Linked DNA regions of Salmo salar: region 2 is linked to region 1. The links are chromatin contacts, called in public Hi-C maps. All regions are on one chromosome and are shown on one strand. Each heading gives the region's core, a stretch centred on a gene start, on an enhancer-like site or on the middle of the called end of the contact. The rest is flanking DNA. Distances are from core to core; before and after follow the strand shown. Region 1 has its middle 26 kb from the start of LOC106578491. Region 2 holds the start of LOC106570700 (TLC domain-containing protein 4-B).

Region 1 (6,121 bases), core at 980-3,479:
TAGATATTACTGCATTGTCGGAGCTCGAAGAACAAGCATTTCGCTACACCCGCAATAACATCTGCTAAACATGTGTATGTGACCAATACAATTCATTTCATTTTGATTGTAAGGCATCACTAACCAGTAAGGAATTTGAGAGGGTTTCATGAGAGAGCACACTGAAAGAGTCAGTAAGAGTGACTTCTCTGCAGTGCTAGAACCATCCATTTTGCCATTTGGATGAGGCCACCACAGGACTGATTGAGTCTGGGCCAGGTAAAAAGCCATCAATATCCAAATCATGTCCAAAATACTGCACCAGGAACCCTATGCAGTATGCAGTCCCCACTCCCTCCCTTAAGTCTCTTGCCTGCGTTTTCCTTCGACACTTTTCCACAGACTGCGTTCTGTTCTGTTCCCTGCAAAACAGTTCCTTTCAAATGTATTTTGTTGGACATGTATTTGGCCACAGTGCCCCAGCAGCCCCAATGCCACCAGCTGATGAGTTCTGGTCAGAAGGTTCTGGTAGGTTAGGTTGCATAATCCTGAGCTCTCTCACACATGCATGCACACACACACTCGCACGCTCGCTCACACACAGATACACACATTTATGCAGGCATGCACACACGCACCAACATTCTGTCTCCCAACATTATGTCTCCCAACCTCCAGCTTACCAAATGCCAGAGCTGAAATTAATTTACAATTCATTTCTGTTGTTTGTCTATGAACCAGATGACACACACAACTTTGCAGAGCTGGAAATGATTCAAATGGTTGGTTATTATACGTTCCCTACTGCACTTAGTCTCAAAAACCCGACCCTGGGCAACAGTGACTATAAGGTCTCTTTTGGCAACTTTGATAAGGGGGAAAAATTGGGGTGGACCCTCTTCAGACAGACACCTCTCCCCAAAAATCATGCGGCACTGGGACAGACATGCCAGAACGTCGTGATTCAAAACCAAAGTTTGCAGGCAAAACCTTTACTGTAGGTTTTAGTGAAAGTAGGATGCAAACTAGCCACTTGTGAAATGCACTCATTAAAAATAACTCCATCTTGCTAGCTACTATTTTGTATTTTGTTCAAGGGGATAAAGTAGTGACGGAGGCAGTGACGTAGCTCCTCTATGCCAAAAGAGTCTACCATTGAAACCAGATCCTATAGTCATTGTTGCCTATGATCAGGTTTCGAGACTATAATGCACCTGGTCTTAATGAACGAGACATTTTTCTAACCGCAGAGGTTACCAGGTTATGAGGTAGCCTGGTATCCTTGACCTCAGAGGTGTCGCATGATGGAGCGTTACACCGTAGTGTGGGGCAAAGAAAACAAACACAGTGGTTAAAGAGCAGACTGTGTTTTGAAACTGACCTGGAGACAGCATTCCTGGCTCTAATCTAATAGAGAAACACAGCAAACAACAGCTCTGTAGCTGCTGCAGAGGCTACTACCACCAAGGAGAGAGCACCAAGGCAAGGACTCTCACTCAGTCACCCAGTCAGAGATCAGGATTGCTCGTGGGAAGGGCTTGGTTGGGTGATGATTAGACAATGGAAAACTTGTGAGGCCCTTCTGACTAGGACCTAAGGAGTCAGAGTCACTACCGTTGGGCAGCCAAACAGATGAGCTAGAGATTGAGTTAGTCACTTTATTGGTATTCTGAAGACTAACATCTCATCTCTGTCACTAATGTTATTAGCGTTAGCCGTCCTATGCTAGTGCATCATGTCATGTGTCTCTGGCTAGTAGTTGGGTTAAAAATAGATATCAATGGGAAAATGGTACTTTCTCTATCTCTCTTTCTTTCTCTTACAACCATAGTATCAGTGCCTGTGTATCCTGTACTGGTGGAACCATCTGGTGGAGTAGACATTGAAGTGCAAGTAATTGGAGAGCCTAGAATCAGATGGTACAAAGTTTCGTTTTCGCAAGCTTTCAGAACTCCACTATAACCGTGTGAATATACAGACCATTCCATTCTTATTTAATAACCTCTATTCCATGTTGTCTGTGCACAGTATTAGATTCCACATCAAATGTAAACATAATCAGGTTCACACTTTGTGTGATGTTAGTGACCTTAGGATATGTGGGAAATGATACATAGATACATTATTATTAGAACTACTAAAGTCTGACATACGTATTACTATTTGCCTTCCGCTGGCATCTGTAGTGCCAAAACTGTAGAAACTACCAACAAACGATACTCCTTGAAGAGTACGCTCGGGTTGGGGTGTTGGGTTTCAACATAGCCTGAAGGTAGGGAGGGGCTTTCCCGCTTGCTGTGGTGGAAGGGTGCAGCGCTAAAGTTGTTTCTCCAAGATGAGGCATGATCGTCAGAGCGCTTGTTCTTATGAAAATGGTTGGAAAGTCCGAACAGTTTGCGGTATTATGTAGTCGCTTGCGAAGAACGAGTCGGCTCTAAGAGCCGGCTCTTGAAGATGAACGTTGGGAGCTGGCTCGCATATCAGAAGAGCCGAATCTATTTATAAAAATAAATAAAAAATGAAGATATGACTAATAAAAAGATTTAAACGAATATAATTAACTAATTCAAAGAACGAAAAAATATAAAATAGTATAGGCCTAAATGCTCAAGCGCACACAGATTCGTTCTGACTGTCTGCTCAGACTAAGCCTCACCTGTTGTTCCTGTCAATCAGACACGTAGTGTCAACCAATGAACCAAAGATGCGTGAAGGAGGGCCGAGCCAACTCACTCACAGTCACACACTTAGCAGCCGAGGAGAGAGAGGAATTACAGCTGTGAATACAACAGCTGGAAAATGAGTCGGAAGCACAGTAGCATTTGGATGCATTTTAATAATATAGACAATGTTAGAGCACAGTGTAGAATTTGCCAAAACAAAATCTCATCTACACACAACCTACACTGGCATATGTTGAACTGTGCACCCAACTGTGTGTAAGGGATGCATCACTGGTGGCAGGGAAGTCAGACGCAGGAGAGCAGAACTAGGTAATAGCCGGAGCAGTTTAATTGTAAAACCAACGGCATAAAGAATAACAAAACCCGTCGCGCACCAGTAAACATGTGCACAAGCACTTACAACAAACAATTCCACACAAAGACATGGGGGGAACAGAGGGTTAAATACACAATACTTAATGAGGGAAATGAGAACCAGGTGTGTAGGAAAACAAGACAAAACAAATGGAAAATGAAAAGTGGATCGACGATGGCTAGAAAACCGGTGACGCCGAATGCCGCCCGAACAAGGAGAGGAACCGACTTCGGTGGAAGTTGTGACACTGTGAAGCTAGCTGTAGCGGAGCTTCGAGAAGCTAGCGGGCCTACTAGTGATAGTGGTGGAGCCAGCACGACCACACGTGGAGATGTATCCACTCAATCAAGTAGGCCTACTCCGCGACCCACAGCAACGCAGTCTTCTATGGACCAGTTTATGCCAATGTATATGTCTGTAGAAAAACAAGGCCAAATTGATATTGCATTGGCTAAAATGATTGCCACCGATTTCCAGCCATTTTCGATCGTGGAAGACAGAGGTTTTAGAAATCATATCAATAGTCTAAATCCAATGTACACAATTCCAAGCAGGAAAACCCTTTCAAAATCACGTATTCCACAACTTTACGAAAGCACACAGGCTTCAGTGCGGGAAAGAGTCCAAAAAGCTACTGCAGTTTGCCTTACCACTGACTGCTGGACATCAAGGGTAACCACTTCTTACATGTCGGTTACATGTCACTTCATCGAAGATTTTTCGATGTCTAGCTGTATTCTGGACTGCTTTGAGTTCAGCGACAGACACACCTCAGAGAACTTGGCAGAGGAACTGTTGTGAGTGGCCAGAGAATGACAAGTAGATGGAAAAGTGGTATGTTGTGTTAGCGACAATGTAGCTAACATAACCAAGGTCATGAAAAATGTTTAAATGGACCCATTATCCATTTCTTGCCCACACAATCAACCTGATTTTAAGAGATGCTCTGAAGGTGATGAAGCCCACTGTGGACAAAGTGAAAGCAGCTGTGAAATACTTCCACAGGAGCACAGTAGGTGCTGAAAAACTAGTCTACACAACGCCAGATGGGGATGCCTGAGCTGAGGCCTAAACAAGACTGGAATTCAAGGTGGAATTCAACATTTTATATGTTGAAGTGGTTTCTTGAGTCAAAGGATGCCATCATCTCTACCCTGGCCATTGTCAATGCACCTGTTGATGCTCTGACCCAAGAGGAATGGGAGATGGTGGAGGAGGTGTGCATAGTCCTGGAACCCTTTGAGCAGGTGGAGAGAGGTACAGGAAACAGTTATTACAACATCATTATTTAATCCAGTATTATATATGTATATGAGTAGTAGATGAGAATGTAGTATCAGTAGGCAAAACATGAACCTGAATTAATAAGTTACTGTTCTCTCTTTTCAGTTGTGACAGCCTCAAAAATGATACTCTTGTGTAAAGGTCTGCAGCGAATCCCAGCCAGCTGCCAGAGAGAAGCAAATGTAACCTAAGGACATGTGACAGAGTTGATGGACACGCTATGTTCATCAATGGACAGAAAGTTCCACAGAATGGAATATAATCACGTGCTATCAGAAACCGCTGCACCTGACCCCAGGTTTAAGAAGTTAGCCTTCAGTGATGCCAGAGCGAATGATCTTCAAAGAATAACCTCAGCAGCAGGGAGGGACAGCCCCAGCAGTCAGCTGGCTCAGGCACCAGGGCAACAGAAAGAAGAGGGATCAGATGGAGCAGAAGCACCAGCAATAGTGCCACAAACGTCTGCTGTTTGGATGCTGTTTGATGAGAGAGCAACAGGGGATGCCGCACAAAGGAATCCCTCAGCAGATGCCATAATGGAGGTCCGATACAATTTGGAGGAGCTGAGAGAAGAATGCAAATCTCTCATAAAAACTAAATATGGTCAGCATTGCTGTGTGCTGATGGTTATAACATTGCAATAAAGAAGAGAGAGAAAAGAGGGACCAGTTTAATGTTTTAAGTGGGATGCTGCAGTTTTGCACATTGTTATTTATTTTTCTTTGATATGGTGCAATATCCTATAATTATGTTGTTCAGATTGTTCGTTTTGAATTGTTACTTTTATATGCACTTTGTTTATATACATTAAACAATTTCTACTTTAAATGCACGTGTAATACCATCCTTCTTTTTTACATTTATTTCAATTTGTGGGATGCTGCAGTTTTGCAAATTGTTATTTATTTTTCTTTGATATGGTGCAATATTCTATTATGCTGTTCAGATTGTATTCATTTTGAATGGTTAGATTTATATGCACTTTGTTGACATACATTAAAAAGTTATACTTTAAATGCAAATGTTTAATAGCATTCCTTTTCATAACAAAGCAATGCATTTTTAAATACATTGTGGTTAACGTAGAGTATGATTTCATTTAATAATTTAATTATAATTGTTTTAACACCAATCATAGTCAAACTATCGCAAACTGTTACAATACAGTTTTGCAATACAAATACAAAACATATATTTTTTAAAGAGCTGTTTGGGTGCCAAACGAGCCGGCTCACTGAAAAGAGACGGAATTCCCATCACTAGTATTATGACCCCGATTCGAAAATCTTACATGGTCACGAACACGCATGTGTTCTCTGTTCTCTTTTGTTTGAGACGTGAATGCAACATATCAATTATTCATTTGTAGCCAAACTGGATATTGAATTGCAAAAATCGCTGAAGTTGGAGACTTATATCTCCCTCACTAACTTTAAGCATCAGCTATCTGAGCAGCTTACCGATCGTTGCAGCTTTACACAGCCTATCTGTAAATAGCCCATCCAACTACCTACCTCCTCCCCATATTGTTTCATTTACTTTTTTGCTCTTTTGCACACCAGTATTTCTACTTGCACATCTATCATTCCAGTTTTATTTTGCTAAATTGTAATTACTTTGCTACAATGGATTATTTATTGCCATACCTCCTTACTCAATTTGCACACATTGTATACAGATTTTTCTATTGTGTTATTGACTGTACTTTTGTTTATCCCACGTTTAACTCTGTTGTTTTTTTGTCGAACTGCTTAGCTTTATCTTGGCCAGGTCGCAGTTTTAAATGAGAACTTGTTCTCAAATGGCCTACCTGGTGAAA
Region 2 (6,121 bases), core at 1,660-4,159, 44 kb before region 1:
AATGTAGGCTATTAATCGCAGCATCTGCTGTGACGTAACGTGTAATATTGCAATTACACGGCAGATGCATTACAATCAAAGATCATGCAGTCAATCGATGCAATATATTGTTAATGTGAAACAATGTAACCAACAACAACATGAATGGGCCAGTTCACGCCGCATTGGCCTTTCTGCAGCATTCCCTTTAAATGTCAAAGAATAACTAATATATATATATATAGTCTATGCTTAAATTATAAACGCACATAGCCTAAATAGACACAAATCCTCGAGACTTACCTCTCATTCAGATATGTTCAGCACTCAACTGGTTTGTGATGGTGCTAAGGCATAGCAAATTCTGTCGAATGCCATGTTTAATCATTTTGTTCAAACGGATAGCTCTCTGACTCATAGCCTGCTTCTACCTAGCAAAAGGATGCCGGACCATTATTCTAAACTGCAATGCAATGGATGATAAATCCACCCCACAAAACACGCATATTGACAGCGGTGTGGGATGCATCAGAGTAGCATAACTGATGGTCGTTTATGGAAGTGAGGGGGGAGGTTACTGTAGGGTAGTGATGTTCAGTTCGCGAATGATTCGTTCTTTGTTAACGATTCTTTTACTGACTCGAGAGTCATGATTCGTTTTTCTAAGTGACTGGTTCGATTGCAGAGACGTGCTAAGACCACCACTTGTCTGTTATATGCGCGCAAAAAAATAGACTATGAGTTAGACAGGAAAAATACATGTTTAGAATTGACAATTGATCGCATGGCGCATGAATGACTGCAATTAATTTATTATTGAATATTGCAATGGACAAAGCTTTGTAAAACCAAAACGTACACAGCCTCTGCTCAACAAACTCAAACTCTAGAACGAATCGTTCCAGGGGCTGCATTTCGCGAACGACTGTTCTTATCACCAGAGAGGAAGAGGAAGAGAGAGGCCCAATTTGGCGGAAAATGGGTCTCCCGCCAGCAGGTGGCGTTTGTTCGTTGTTTCTCCCACCAAGCAAGGAGTTTTTGTATGGATGTCCAATGAGTGTCGAATTTGGCCAACAGAAATGAATGGCTTTTTTTGCTACGTGAGGTTTAATTGATCGAACATAAGTTTCGTAATACTTAAGTTGTTACAAGTGTATTGATATAAGTAGGACACATGACATCCCGGTAACTTTGGGGGGAAAAAACAGAAGAGGAAAGAGGCCACGTTTTAGAGACAAAATAAATAAATGCTGAAACTGATGTTGGACAAATTCGATATGTTAATAAAATTCACATTCGATATGTTAATAAACGAAAATCGTTAAGGCTGGATCATTGACATAAAGCTTATTTTACACTGCTCCAACGAAATGAGGTAGAATTCTCGCCTGCCACGCGGGAGGCCCGGGTTCGATTCCCGGCCAATGCGCCACATTGATGCTGTTAACCCGGATCACTGGTTGCTGGGGAAAAGGAGGAGGTCAAAAGGGGGGTGAGTGTAACTAATGTGAAATGGCTAGTTAGTTAGCGGTGGTGCGCGCTAATAGCGTTTCAATCGGTTGACGTCACCCGAGGTTACAGTAACAATTGTGGGATTATGCCATGTGTGATAACAGGTGACAAATTGTTCATAAGAAACTCGGTTTCCTACTATAGGCAGTTGGCTGCATAGTGATTGTAACTCCGATGCAGATGTGCACGCACCAACATTGTCTATTGGCATAATCATAGAATTACATAATTTGAGCCTGTTTCTTCCTATTCCAATAAATACGTGTTAAGCCTACCTGTTTGACAGACACAATTATGGCAGTTGTTGATTTCGGTATAGCCAAATAGTCCAATACTGTCGCATGCACTGATTAAATACATACGTGTCTGGGAAGGGTTTGGTTAAAACCATCGAGCCCTGGTTTTAACCAAACAAACCAAACCCTTCCCAGACACGGAGGTATTTAATCAGTGCATGCGACAGTATTGGACTAATTGGCTGTTAAAGAAAATGGCAAAAAGGATATCTACTGTTTGCTTTAAATAAATGAAACGTATCCAAATGATATCAAGCGTTCTATAACAATGCTTAACTCGGTGATGCCTTATGGTAGCAACAAGCTATGCCTGCGAAAGACGTGACTCCGATGCATATGGGGATATATTGATTCCTCTCTATGACATCCTGAAGCTGAGCTGCAGCCTATAATATTCGAAGAGATAAAAAAAATTGACTTTGCTATTCTGCCCCTATTAATTGAGCTTTTCTCTTCCTGAAAAGAGAAGATGTTTGTTTAAACCCAGGCCCTGGCTATTCATGAAACGAGGCTAGTAGCAAAGCATCTCTCTCCATTGAATACAGGTGGTTAACGTCAACAACCTTCATCGAATATTCAAAAAAGGGTTTCAACAATGAGATATATGCACCAATATAAAGAAAGTATAGACGGGAGCTAGACAGCCCACCGTACCGCTTTGTGTACAACGACTCCCATTGTTAGGGCGGAGACAGGTATCTTGTCAGTATCTCCATAATCTTTGTTATCACCTTGCCTGGTTACCCAGACTCCTTGTTCCGATAAAACGCTACGCCACGCCCACGGACGTTTCTTCTCTGCAATGTGAGAAGTATTTGGCGAAGGAGAGAGCAGCGGAAGAATTGAGTCTTACCTACTTATCACCCTCACCGCAGTCAAGCAATGCATTCCGCCAAGAGTCGTTCACAGTCTTGTCCGGTTCCAGCCACAACTAGACCTCGTTTCAAATGTATCAAGAAATTATCTTATTTGTATGTCTAAAACATGAACATCGTTTAAAGCATACGTTTACAAGTCTCCGTCACAAATTACAGGTTCATTAACCCCTGTGGTGAACGAGAGGCTGGTAGAATCATGACTCTTTCGAGTTTGTATTCTATCGTTCGCCGGTAGGGGGTCCTGCATGCTCTGGGCATTATTGACTCAAATGAACGAAATGAGTCGAAAGATTCTTTATTTTGACTGAACGAGTCGAAAAGATTCGAGTCAGTAAAAAGAGCCGACCTTCCCAATGCGCTTTATCCTATGGGTATCGAATTACAGCTACAGTAGAGATTCACACAGTCACACGATAGGTCCCCCACAATTTATTCCTTTTTTTGTCCACATATGGCGCATGTGCAGAACTTTTATTTTCACACGAGGTTCAAGCAGAGAGAAAGTGGGTCTACAAAAGACCCGTGTTTGGAAAGTTTCTTTAATAAGATGCGTTTTCTCAAAACTTTGATTGAAGTATGAAGCCTTTATTTTTACAATAGCTTACCTAACAAAGTTGTTCATTGCTGTGATCTTTGTAAATCCAGTTCTATTCACTCATCTATGTTGTTAAATCTCATTGACATGAAATTGTTGTTTGAGCTGACCCTAAAGGTGCTATTCTTCTTTTAGGATAATATAACAATTCTCCAAGTGCAACTGTTGAGGATTTTGTAGCCTCAATACAACTGGAAGGAATCGACATTTTAAACTGTAAATGTCATAAAGTGCATATAAGACCACTGTGTCAAGATGTTACTATTCCCTCTGCTAAAATGTACTGGAATGCAGCCCTAGGACAAGTGAACTGGAATAAAGTCTTGTTGTTGGCTGGCAAATATTGCATATCTAATAAGGTGAAAGAAGTATCATACAAATTCATTCACAGAATCTACTCATTCATAAAATCTTCTATGAATCTACATTCATAGAATTATACATAGATTTAAAATAGCTATTGATAACAAATGTGTATTTTGTGGTTGTGACCTAGAAACTCTTGACCATTTATTTTGGGACTGTTCTTATGTCAGAAGATTTTGGAGTGGGTTAGAAGATTTTATTTTAAAAGAAACGACTATTAATGTTAATCTGAGACTCTGATATTATGTTTTATTTTGAACCAAATGATATGGACCCTGATTTAACTTTCATTGTTAATTTGTTTATCTTTCATGGAAGATTCTTTATCCATAAAATTAAGTGGGCAGAGAACAAACCCCTTTTCACATTATTTAAGATAGAATTTAAATATTATTTTTGAAATGATCAGTAAATGTAAAAACAAAAAAGCAATATGCAACATAAAACTTTTTGACAAATTGAAAATGTACTCGATATGTAATACCCCTGACAGGTTTATGTACTCTTGTTTATATATTTTTGTATTTGTTGTGTTCATAATAAAAAAAGTAATTAAAAAAAGGTTGAAAACCAATGAAACAAAAAAGAAACAAAAAAGTATACCAATAAAAAATAATAAATAATTAGATCTCATTGACATGAGATCTCAGTGCAATTCCCATTCTCACCAGCGGATGGAGACGACCCCTTCTTTATTCGGTGTAAAGATTTCCCAGCAATACTTACCATAGAGAGGCTGTATCTTTAGCTCTGTGTATTCAGCATTGCTTGTGGTACCTGTCCCTGCTGTAACTTGTATCATTTTAGCTTACTTTGTCCTATCAATTGAGCCTACTCATTTCATCACTTCCCTCCCCCATCAGTTTACCATCCAGAGGATCCCTCGTAGCCTTGAGGTCTGTCAGTCCTGGAGTTCCTCTGTGGTCACCACTCTGAACGCCCTGGTGTATTCCTTCTCTCTTCGATTCAGGCCAGACATGGTAGGTTGAATCATAATATAATATATCATATAGCCTAATCAGGTCTGACATAGTACTCTAGGTATTCACTCTCAGATCAGACATGGAAGTTTTATTCATAATAGAATATAATCGCGCCAGATCTGGGACCAGGTTGTAGTACCATTTTCCCAACTTGTAATTTTCAGATTCCTTTGCTACCACATCACTATCAACATTTGTCTGCCAGCATTAATCTACAATGTTAAACATTTTATTGGCTTTCAGTCCTCTCTCCAGTCAAAAGTCCCTCCCAGTTGGTGTGTAAAATCTCTTCCTGTACTGTAAGATTAATTACATATTCATGATTCATGGGCCTTTCAGTGGTCTAGGTCAATTTCTTAGAGGAAACCAGTTCACTCAACTCAGACTCATTCTCAGATTGAGGGAGGGAGAGAAAGAGACAGAAAGGGGAAGAGGGAGTGACAGAGAAGAGAGAGAGGAGAAGAGGAAGGGAAAAATAGATAGAGTTGGGTGGGAGGTTTTTACAGGACTGAACAGAAAAACCGGGACCTCCAACTTTCTCTCTCCTCCCTCTCTACCCCTCCTCCATTCCTCTCTTCTACCGTCTCCTCTCCCCCTCTGTGTGTTGTGTAATGGTGGGGGCTGGGTGCCGGACAGAGGGAGAAGGGCCTTGTTCACAGGATGTGGCAGGACCTGACTGGTTCCTCACAGCCAGCTGACTGTAGCCTAACTGCAGCTCTGCTCTGGACAACAGGGATGAATGGTGGGAGAGAGGGAGGAAGGGAAAAAAGGGGTGTGGTGCAGAGCGTGAGTTTATTACCCTCATACTGTAGGGATGTACAGTACATACAAAGTTTTACGACTCTGTTCAACACTCTCCCTCTCTCCTTCCAGCATATAGTGTTTGTGTCAGCACTAACAGGATCCATTCTTGAGAATAACTAAAATGCTGAAAACATGAGCATGTCTGTGTGGGAGTGGTGGCAGGAAGCAGGGGGGTTTCACAGTGGAGGCAGGAGACATTCTGGGGAGGAATCACAGTGAAGTGTGGGGTCAGGCCAGGGTGCTGGGCAGGTGGGAAGAGAGGGGGAGTGGGGGTCTCTGTAAGGAGAGGGGAAGGTTGTTAAGCATGTGTTAGCCATAAAAGGGCATTTTTCTGAGATCACACTCCTACACACACCCCATCACCCCCCCTGTTTCCTTCCCCAGATGTGTCAGCACAATCCAATAAGATGACAGCTTCTTCACAGTGAGAGGTTTGAAGTGTGCTCAAAGGGGTGTATTAATACTTTTATTTTGCTAGAATAAACTTGGTTACATAATGCATTCCAGAATAAATTTGGGCTGTATTTTGATGTAAGTAGTGTTTTCCCAAGGCCGGTTTCAGACAAGGAAATGTATTCTTATTTGGAAGCAGTTCTTATAGAGGCCAGGTTTACACCTTTCTTACAATCAGGTGTCTTATTGAATTCCCCATATGACAATGACCTCACCTGGTCTAAAGGTGAAATGACATACCAACAAACCATGGCT

The links. A called contact is a pair of places that touch in the nucleus more often than the background predicts.
Region 2: a contact with region 1 is called in a Hi-C map of gill, with 5 times the contacts expected there. The contact joins the promoter of LOC106570700 here to the enhancer-like site in region 1. A contact is called at or near these places in 2 of 3 Hi-C or Micro-C datasets (gill and muscle).

Annotation. Positions count from the first base shown.
Region 1 is chrssa19:13,843,504-13,849,624 of Ssal_v3.1, reverse strand. No RefSeq gene overlaps it. Among protein-coding and RNA genes, the nearest start is that of LOC106578491, 26 kb to the left of the region's middle. Within about 2 kb of position 2,229, at least 3 of the 13 cell types and tissues checked have an H3K27ac peak or open chromatin away from gene starts, as enhancers often do. A contact at or near this core is called in gill, where this site is marked.
Region 2 is chrssa19:13,888,664-13,894,784 of Ssal_v3.1, reverse strand. It overlaps LOC106570700 (TLC domain-containing protein 4-B), which reads right to left and starts at 2,909. Exons shown (of 7, transcript XM_045702113.1): 1 at 2,641-2,909. It overlaps LOC106578493 (a long non-coding RNA gene), which reads left to right and starts at 659. Exons shown (of 3, transcript XR_001322465.2): 1 at 659-1,471; 2 at 4,490-4,606.